Regions from separate parts of the Mus musculus genome. Here region 1 is linked to region 2. The links are chromatin contacts, called in public promoter capture Hi-C maps. All regions are on one chromosome and are shown on one strand. Each heading gives the region's core, a stretch centred on a gene start, on an enhancer-like site or on the middle of the called end of the contact. The rest is flanking DNA. Distances are from core to core; before and after follow the strand shown.

Evidence for each region. Promoter capture Hi-C pulls out the DNA fragments that hold promoters and counts their contacts.
Region 1: a promoter capture Hi-C map of embryonic stem cells shows a contact between it and region 2, with 8 times the contacts expected there. The contact joins the promoter of Psg16 here to the promoter of Ccdc61 in region 2. A contact is called at or near these places in 4 of 39 promoter capture datasets (cranial neural crest, embryonic stem cells, frontonasal cranial neural crest and 1 more), 1 of 15 datasets of contacts at CTCF or cohesin (large pre-B cells) and 1 of 115 datasets of contacts at active chromatin or transcription factors (astrocytes).

The regions. Positions count from the first base shown.
Region 1 is chr7:17,072,013-17,077,447 of GRCm38.p6, forward strand. It overlaps Psg16 (pregnancy specific glycoprotein 16), which reads left to right and starts at 2,028. Exons shown (of 5, transcript NM_007676.4): 1 at 2,028-2,288.
Region 2 is chr7:18,906,812-18,912,043 of GRCm38.p6, forward strand. It overlaps Ccdc61 (coiled-coil domain containing 61), which reads right to left and starts at 3,593. Exons shown (of 14, transcript NM_001033314.3): 1 at 3,322-3,593.

The sequences.
Region 1 (5,435 bases), core at 778-3,277, 1.8 Mb before region 2:
GAGTCTTTTGATATTAAGAGATATTAAGGAAAAGTGATGGCTTCTTCCTGTTTTTTTTTTTTTTTTTTTTTTTTTTTGTTGTTGTAGGAGGTGGAATTATGTTTATGTGGCCATCTTCTTTTTGGTTTGTTAAAAAGAAGATCATTTTATTGCTTTTTCTAGGGTGTAGTTTACCTCCTTGTGTTGGAGTTTCCCTTTTATCTTCCTTTGTGGGGCTGGATTTGTGGAAAGATATTGTGAAAATTTGTCTTTGTCATGGAATATCTTGGTTTTTCCATCTATAGTAATTGAGAGTTTTGCTGGGTATAGTAGCCTGGGCTGACATTTGTGTTCTCTTAGTGTCTGTATGATGTCTGACCAGGATCTTCTGGCTTTCATTGTCTCTGGTAAAAAAATCTAGTGTAATTTTGATAGGCCTGCCTTTATTTGTTACTTGACTTTTTTTCTCTTACTGCTTTTAATATTCTTTCTTTGTTTTGTGCATTTGCTGTTTTGATTATTATGTGACGGGAGGAATTTGGAGCTCTGTAGTCTTCTTTTATCTTCATGGATACCTCTTTCTTTAGGTTAGGGAAGTTTCCTTGTATAATTTTGTGAAGATATTTGCTGGCCCTTTACCTATTATCCTTAGGATTGGTCTTCTCATTGGGTCCTGGGGATGTGGCTCAGTTGATGGAGCACTTTCCCAGCATGGAAGAGGCCCTAGATAGCATCATCAAGGAATGAAAACGGCACTGTAGAGAGAATATCTTGTGTCTGTATAGATGTGGCACTTATCAATAAAAATCTGGTGGCTTCTGGCTTAGGCAGGAAATAGGAGGTGCGACATCTTGGAGGCAGAAAGGATCTGGGATAGTAACAGGTACGGGAGACTTGCCTAAGAAGATGTGACAAGACCTGAGCACAGGTAATGTAGATTAGAATAAATAGACTATTACTTACTATTTTCCTGACCCTATGGGTACCCCAATTTAAACACACATATGTAAAGATTCAAAGCTAGCACCCACAAATGTGAGAGAACACATGCCATTTGTCTTTCTGGGTCTGGGTTACTTCACTCAGAATCATTATTATTTCTGAAACAAGGTCTCTCTAAGGTAGCCCTGGCTGGCCTCCAACTCACTGTATAGATGAGAATGATGTTGAAGCCCCTATCCTCCAGCCTCCACCTCCCAAGTGCTGAGATTACAGGCATGTACCACTATGCCCTGTAGAAGTTTGATGGTTCTTCCTCCCAGTCCCATGTTCCCTAAAATAAGACTCAGACTCAAAATATATTTACCAACACCTTGGCCATATAGCTAGGCTCTTCTCTGACTAGATCTTAACTTAAAATAGTCTATTTATTCTAAGTGCTCCATCAACTGAACCACATCCCCAGCTCTGATTTTTGTTCATCCTTGAAGCTGGTGCCTAGCCTAAGTGACAATGGGATTTTAATTCCACTCTTTTATTTTTCAAAGATTTTTTATTTTTGTTTTATGTGTATGAGTGTTTTTCCTGCATGTGTGTCCAAGAACCACATACGTGCCCTGCCCCAGAAGAAGCCAGAAGAGAGTGTCGGAGGAGGTCTTGGAGCTCTGGATGGTTGTGAGCTTCCCCGGAGATGCTGGCAACTGAAGCAGGGTTTTCTGTAAGAGTAACATGTATTCTTTACTGTTGGGCCATCTTGCCAACTCCTAATTCTACTTCACATAAGTAACTACTGAAGACATTGTTTATTACTAACAAGGTCCCCCTCACATCCCCTCCCCATTCCATCTTGTTCCAGGTTCTGTCTGATGCACCATTTTATAACGCTGCGGACTGTTTTTGCCATTGACTGTCCTTTCCTCACAATAAAAGACACAAGAAAACTGGGCTGCTTTTAAGGTGCTCTTGTTTTTGCTGTCATAAGTCATTCCACAGTCCAGGGCCGACCAATGCCCCAATCTCCTATTTGCATTGTGTCAGCCATAGCCCAGAGTGTCCACTAGGTGGCGAGCTCATTCCAGCACCTGAGCTCTTTTGTACAATAGGTGGTGGCGCTTACAAATGAGGACATTTTGGGAGTCTTGATACTTGCAGTATCATTATGAGAGTGGGTGGACAGGGTGACCAGTGGGAAGCCAGCCTCATCTACGTGGTCTCTGGTCAATGTCCAGGAATTATGAAGTGTTTATTGGCTCCACCCGACTTCACCGTTTTAAACACAGAGAAACCAGGAAAAAGCAGGGCAAGAGCTCGTTGACTCCCTGGCTTCAATCATCTGATGACCTAGATACCAGCAAGTGACCAGCTGGTGGGTATGTATACAGCATGGAGACGCTGGGCAAGGGCGGCTCTGGGTGGGAGAAATGTAAGTAAGATAGCATGTGGGCTTTGCTGTAGTGGCTGTTTATTTGGCTTATCTGTAAACCACAGCTTTTTTTTCTGTGTGTGTGCGTGCGTGCGTGCGCATGTGCGTGCGCGTGTGCATGTGCGTTTCAGCGTGTGGCCTCAGGCAGCTGCTACTGCTGTCTAGATAATAAAGCCCAAATCGCTTAGCACTTTTGAATCCCGTCTGGGATGTGGTAGTCTCCTCTCAGGCGAGTACTGTGGCCATCTGTCGCCTCGCACACCTGACTCAAGTTAGTCTGTTTTCATTCCCATCCTCTAACAGTTAAAACCAAGATGACTTTGCGAAAGAGATCAGCAAAGGCCTAATCGATTCATACAATTCCTCCATTTTGATTGAGGCGTGTGAATAACTTGATTTCCTCCCTAGTCTTGACTTCTCTGTGCCATCGCTCTCTGTAAAGGCCTACCAGGAGAGGTGTTTATTTTATTTTATTTTTAAAAAACTTTTTACTAGATATTTTCTTCATTTACATTTCAAATGCTATCCCAAAAGTCCCCTATATCCTCCCCCCTACCCTGCTCCGCTACTCACCCACTCCCACTTCTTGGCCCTGGAGTTCCCCTGTACTGGGGCATAAAAAGTTTGCAATACCAAGAGGCCTCTCTTCCCAATGATGGCCGGCTAGGCCATCTTCTGATACATATGCAGCTAGAGACACGAGCTCTGGGGGTACTGGTTAGTTCATATTGTTGTTCCACCTATAGGGTTGCAGACCCCTTTAGCTCCTTGGGTATTTTCTCTAGCTCCTCCATTGGGGGCCCTGTGATCCATCCAATAGCTGACTGTGAGCATCCACTTATGGATGCTAGGCCCCGGCATAGTCTCACAAGAGACAGCTATATCAGGGTCCTTTCAGCAAAATCTTGCTGGCATATGCAATAGTGCCTGGGTTTGGTGGCTGATTATGGGATGAACCCCCAGGTGGGGCAGTCTCTGGATGGTCCATCCTTTTGTCTCAGCTCCAAACTTTGTCTCTGTAACTCCTTCCATGGGTATTTTGTTCCCTATTCTAGGGAGGAGCGAGGTATCCCCACTTTGGTCTTCCTTCTTCTTGATTTTCTTGTGTTTTGCAAATTGTATCTTGGGTATTCTAAGTTTTAGGGCTAGTATCTACTTATCAGTGAGTGCATATCAAGTGACTTCTTTTGTGATTGGGTTACCTCACTCAGGATGATACCCTCCAGATACATCCATTTGCCCAAGAATTTTATAAATTCATTGTTTTTAATAGCTGAGTAGTACTCCATTATGTAAATGTACCACATTTTCTGTATCCATTCCTCTGTTGAGGGACATCTGGGTTCTTTCCAGCTTCCAGCTATTATAAATGAGGCTGCTATGAACATAGTGGAGCATGTGTACTTCTTACCAGTTGGGACATCTTCTGGGTATATGCCCAGGAGAGGTATTGCAGGATCCTCAAGTAGTACTATGTCCAATTTTCTGAGGAGCCGCCAGACTGATTTCCAGAGTGGTTGTACAAGCTTGCCAACAATGGAGGAGTGTTCTTCTTTTACCACATCCTTGCCAGCATCTGATGTCACCTGAATTTTTGATTTTAGCCATTCTGACTGGTGTGAGATGGAATCTCAGGGTTGTTTTGATTTGCATTTCCCTGATGATTATCATCTTTTCAGGTGCCTCTCAGCCCTTTGGCATTCAGGAGAGGTGTTTATTAATCACCTAACATAACTCAACTGACTACTCATGAATAAGCTACCCTCAGCAACCACCAACTGCCAGTCCAAAAAGGAAACTTTAACACTTTATTTATTAAAAGCATCTTATTTTTCTTTTCTTAAAAAAATTAATTAATTATGTATAGTGTTCTGCCTGCATGCCTGCCTGCATGCCAGAAGAGGGCACCAGATTTCATTACAGATGGGTGTGAGCCACCACGTGGTTGCTGGGAATTGACCTCAGGACCTCTGGAGGAGCAGTCAGTGCTCTTAACCCCTGAGCCATTTCTCTAAGTCCCTCTTTTTATTTATTCATTTTACATCCTGATCTCAGCACTTTGTTTCTCCTGTGGACTGAACCTCGGAACCTGTAAGTCAGCCCTGATTAAATTAAGAGTTGTTTTGGCTATGGCGCCTCTTCACAGCAATGGAAACCCTAAGACAGCTGGGCTCCCAGGAACTGAAACCTAGGACAGAGGCCTGTAATTCCTGTTATCTTTTGATCAGAGCCTCTGAGCAGTCCTTGGGTTTGTCTGACTTCCAGCAAATCATCATCAAACACATGAGCAGATGGCCTAGCTTGGACACTAACCTGAATGGCAGACCTGCTGCTCCTGGTCTCCTGGGTGGGATTTCTGTTTGAACATCAAGTCTTGAGGACATGTTGTGAGGCTCTCTGTGGAAGTACAATGGGAAATGCCACCATGACTCATCTCTAAGACAGCCTTGAGCAGCAGCTTTGGAGGATACTGGCCCAGACTGAGCTGTGGAGGTCAGTGCAGCTGGACGGGCACAGGACTTCATGTTGCTCTGTAGGTGGTGACACTGGGACTCTAGGGACACTGGGTCCTAGGTCTGTACCATCAACTCTGCAGCTTTGCTCACCTGTGACAAAGACCTTTTCTCCCTTGCAGCACAGGGCCCAGCATCTCTGAACACTCAGAGCCTCCTGCATCTGCCTGATTGTTCTTGCCTGATTCTCTAAGGTTGGGGGAGGAGGTTAGAGTGACCACAATGGTTGAAAGAGGCTTTTGCAAGGATCAGAGGTCCCATGAGGGCCATCTTGTCTCTGTTGTGTGCACAGAACTGCTACCCAAGCCCAAATCACAATCGACCTAACCCCATGGAGGTGAAGACTTGGTAATGGTAACATGTGGACCGAGGCTCAGAATACAACCTGCCTGTGTAACTTGTTTAACTTACAAAGAAATAATGCAATGATAGAAATGAACCACCTTTTGTAATTGCTTCCTTAAGGAAATCATGATTTCTGAATTCCAAATTAGGTTGTTAAGAAGGCACGTGACATCAGCGTACTGGCCCTGCTACTCAGATGGCTGGCCGGGTGGAGAACCCGAGGCAGTGACAGTTCA
Region 2 (5,232 bases), core at 2,343-4,842:
AGTGAAGATAAAGCCAGGCCTGGGGTCAAAAGCCTGTTAGCAACAAGCTGGAATGTAGACTCAAAAGTCTAAGACCAACATGGGCAACAGTGAGGTCAAGGCCACTCTGGGTAACTTAGTGAGACTCGGTCTCAAAAGAGAGGGTTATGGGCTGGTGAGATGGCTCAGCGATTAAGAGTGCCGACTGCTTCCAAAGGTCCGGAGTTCAAATCCCAGCAACCACATGGTGGCTCACACCATCTGTAATGAAATCTGATGCCCTCTTCTGGAGTATCTGAAGACAGCTACAGTGTACTTACATTAAATAAATAAATAAATAAATAAATAAATAAATAAAATATTAAAAAAAAAGAGAGAGGTTATAGATGTAGCTTAGTAGTAGGGGCTTACCTAGCATGTGTGAGGCCCTGGGTTAAATACCAGTTACTGGGGAAGGGGTGGTGTATATATATACATACATACACACACATACACACACACACACACACACACACACACACACAACATTTGGGACAAGAGCACTAACATTGTACACTGTCGTGAGCACTGAGTTAGTCAATGTGTAGGTGTCTGGCACTCCCCCTTAACACCCACTCTTAGCTGACAGTCCAGAGGCCAGCCACAAAAACCTTATTCCCAAAGCCTGCAAGCATGGCTTGGCAGAAGACAGCTGACTTGCCTAGAATCCACAAGTAAGAGACGAGGGCCATGGCTCAGCCATACAGCACTTCACCGTCCCTTGAGATGTAAATAAATAAAAACAACCTCTCCTAATTGTCACTCTTCCTACCTCTCAGTACCTTGGCCTGGCATAGATCTGCTTGCAAACCTACAGAGGAATGCCAAGATAATGTCTTGGCACTAGGAAGACCTGCAAGGTCATTCCTGACACTCTCCAGTCTCAGCTTCGAGATTCCAGGTGGCACTACAATGTGTCCAGTTTATTGCTGCAGTCGACTCCATTCCCAGGAAGGAGCCCCTCCCAGCTCGCTATTCCACCTTCCACCATGGAGAGGCCAGAGGAAGGGCAGTTAACTCTAGCATAGTAACTTTCTACACCTATGTGTTCTTCAGGAGCCCAACACTAGTAGAGAGATCTGAGCAGTCCAAGGAGTAAACGAAGGATCTGGTGGCTCTGAAAGAGACAAAGCCAAGTGACTAAACAAGCAGCCAGCAAGGCCTCATGCAGCCCCCATCTGGACTGAGACCTTTGGCGAGAGTGGGGAAATCACTCAGACATCTGTGGGAAGGGGAGACAGCAGTATAAAGCATGTGTTTGCTACGTTTAAAAGACACCGAGACCTTCGAGGTCCCAATAACGCAAGCAAGGCGTTTCCAAAGGTGTGTGGTTGTGGAGAGGAAGGAGGACAGAGCTCTAAGTATCTGGAGATCCTGTGAGCAGGCGAGGCCTAGGGAAGAGCGGGTGGGATGCAGGCGGGGTTAACAGAGGAACACAGGATTTGGCTTTTTTGCTTGCTTGCAGAGGGATCTCATGGAACCCAGGCTCAGCTTGGACCCCTAACCCTTCCGTCTCCACCTCCCACCTCTGGGATTACAGCTGCTCATCACCACGCCTGCTCTCACTGAGCTAGGGAGCAAAGCCAGAGCTTGAAGCAAGCTAAGCAAACACTCTCCCAACTGTACAAGATCCCTTGCTATCCATCCTCACCCTAACTTGTTTGAGAGTCTCACCGTGTGTGTGTGTGTGTGTGTGTGTGTGTGTGTGTGTGTACACAATCTTTTTAAATGGGAGAGAAAGGAAGTAGTGATGAAAAGCCAACTCCTAAGTACCTGAGAGGAAGGGCCTGCCAGGCTGAATAGGGATACCAAAGAATCATTTGGGGGCAACTGCATGTCAGCTGGACTTCCAAGCAAAGAAGAGCTGGCCTTTGGATAGAGCATGGAGTTCAGAGATGGATACGGGAAAGAGACATCTGGGTAAACAGAGTGAGGGAAGTGGTATAGAAAAAGTGATTGCCCAGAACATGAAATTCGGGTATGAAAGGATTAAAGAACTCGCCCAAAGCCACAATGATTTCCATAGTGGGTCCCAGAGTCAGTGCCAGGGCCCAAACTTGGGCAAACAGATACCAAAGCTCACACTCTCTTCTCTAGGTTTGTTTTGAGACAAGGTCTCCCTCTTTAGGTAAAACGAGCCCCAAGCTCATCCTGTGACCCAGACTGATCTCAAACTGCCAGTCCTTCGCCTCAGCTGCCCAGTCCTGGGATTACAAAGGTGTGCCACTGTAGGATGCGTTATGACACTTCAGGGTTCATTCAGAGGGGCTGTCCAGACGACTCAATGGGTAAAGCTTCCTGCTGTGTAAACCCAAAGAGCGGAGCTTGACCCCTAGAATCCACAGAAAGGTGGAAGGAGAGAACCAACCCAGTGTTGTTGTCCGACCTCCACAGCCACAGCCATATAGCTGGTCCTTGCTACTTTGTGGGTTCTTTCCCCCAGGCTTTATCTCCCATTTTCACCCCCTAAATACTAGATAGGAGAGAAAACAAGGATAGAGGGGAAGAGAGGAATTAGGAAAACCCCTGAATCTAATTTCTTTCCTTTTGTTTCTTCTTCGACCGTGACTACTAACAAACCACAACCAACCTTCCTAAATGACCAACAACCCTGCACACATGCACATACACATACAGGCACACATGCTTCTTGGGGGCCCTAACATTTATATGCTCTCTAAAATGTTCCCAAAATTCCAAATGTCACACAATCGAAAAAAAAATTATCTGCAGCTGGCAAAAACACACTTCTGCTAGAGCAAGCGGCAAATCATAGTAAGCTGAGAACTGTCCAAAACAGGTACACCTGGGATTAAAATGAAAACATATTCTTATAATATTTCTGTGTTTTTTAAAGGAACCAAAATTCCAAAGCTGTCACTACACACCCATCCTGTGATATGAATCCCCCTCCCATCACACACTTGTGTGAACACACAATAATTTCTATGCGTTCAAGGAAAAAAGGCGAGACACTGTCTCAAAAACAAAACATAAGACTCGTTCCCGACCTCGGCAGCAGTGGTAGAACTATTGACTAACATTTCAAAGTTTGTCATCTAGCACTGCAAAGAAAGCGAGAATTAAAAGTGATTTCACGACAAATAACTTGCTCAGAGCCTGCACACAGTAAACGCCTCTGGTCCGTAGGGTAGGAACACACCCTCAACCCTGGAACCTCAACCCTGCCTTGTCTTCACCTGCCTCCATCCTCCAAACCAACTCAAGTTCAGAACCTACGGCATCTCGAGGACACCCCCTCCGCACCTCGTGGGGTGTAATATATATAAAATAAAACTCTACCTTACAAGCTCTAGTGCAGTATTCGGTAAGGGTTCTCTAAGTTCTAGCCGCGTATCTCGCGAGCGACAACATGATGCATTAAAGACCCCGTGAAATCTCCAGCTTGCATAGGTTCTGGCGTCCACCTGCGTGAAAGAATCGGTGCTCTGGGGACTCCCCACTGCCCGCGCCTGCAGCCCGCGCCTGGAGCCCGCGCCCACACCCGCGTACTCGCTCTTCACCTCCACGGACTCGATCTTCACGAGCGGTTCAACCGCCGAAGTTTCAGCTCCGCCCACATCCGGCCTTCTCACTTCTGATTGGTCTGATCTTACAGGCAGCCATGTTTCCATAAGTCAAAAGCGACGCCCGTCACTCTGTCCCGCCCCCATGGGAGAACCCGCCTTCCGAAGTTTACAATTGGTCTATTTGGAAGAGGCGTTACTAACACGTGTGGGGAGACCTCCGAGGTTTACAGTCTGTTTCTAGTGATTATTGGGTAGATATTCTGCCAATCATAAGAAAAAGGTGGTCCCTTGGAGTAGAAGGAGGATCCCGGAAATAGCATTTTTACTCCGCCTACCACACCCACCACCCCCAGCAAGGCAGGCCTCGCCCACAGAGAAGGAAGGGGCTGACTAGAGTGTGGAACTTGCTCAGAGGAAGGTCCGAGCCTTCAAGTCAGGAGGCTTAGAGGATATTCTCAACTGTAAGGACAGCCTAAGTATACCCTGATCGGTTTGCTAGACTTGGCTTTGTCAGTGCATGCATGACAAAACCTCAAGTGGCCCAAGCTAGTCTCCTATGCATCCTTGAACTCCTGATCCTCCTGCCTCCACCTTCCCGGTACTGAGATTACTGGAGTTGTACCACCATGCCTGGCATGGCACTGGCTTCATTAAAGCTCAACACAGCAAAGTAGGAGTTATTTTTTAATAGTTTTAGATTTATTTATTTTATATGTGTGAGTTTTATGCCTGCGTGTATGCCTGTGCACGACGCGTGTGCCTGGTGCCTGCAGAGGTCGGAAGACGGCGTCAGGAGCCTCGGACTGTAGTTACAAATGGTTGTGAAGCACCTTAGGGATGCTGGAAACTGAGCTCCAGGCCCTTTAGAAGAGCAGCCAGTGCTCTTTTTCTTTCTTTTCTTTCTCCCCAACCTCCTGAAGTTGTCTTGAGACATATCTCACGCTATAGCTTTGGCTAGCCTGAATTTCACTACGTAGATCAGGTTGTCCTCGAAGTCACCGAGACCCCCATGCCTCTGCCTCTACCTCCTGAGTTCTGGGATTAAAGGCACATACACCATGGCATCAGGCTAGAGGAGTTTACTTATTTATTAGATGACACTTTGTGTGTGTGTGTGTGTGTGTGTGTGTGTGTGTTAGGGTGCATGTGCCACGACCACAGCATCTGTAACCCTATTCCTAACAAAACAAGAACAGGATACCAAGCTTTCACTAGCCAGCCTGCCTAGCCACTCAGTGAGCTCCTGGTTCAATGAGAGATCCTGTTCTCAAAAATTAAGGTGTGGAGACCTTGAGGAAGATTGCAATATTCACCTCTGATCTGTGCAAGGGCAGACAAAGGCTCAGTGGGAGAGCCCCTGCCTAGAATCCCCCAGTGATGGGCTGGGGGCGTGGCTCAGTGGTAGAACCCCTGCCTAGAATCCCCCAGTGAGGGGCTAGGGTGTGGCTCAGTGGTAGAGCCCCTGCCTAGAATCCCCCAGTGAGGGGCTGGGGGCGTGGCTCAGTGGTAGAGCCCCTGCCTAGAATCCCCCAGTGAGGGGCTGGGGTGTGGCTCAGTGGTAGAGCCCCTGCCTAGAATCCCCCAGTGAAGGGCTGGGGGCATGGCTCAGTGGTAGAGCCCCTGCCTAGAATCCCCCAGTGAGGGGCTGGAGGGTGTGGCTCAGTGGTAGAGAAAGCTGCAAAGA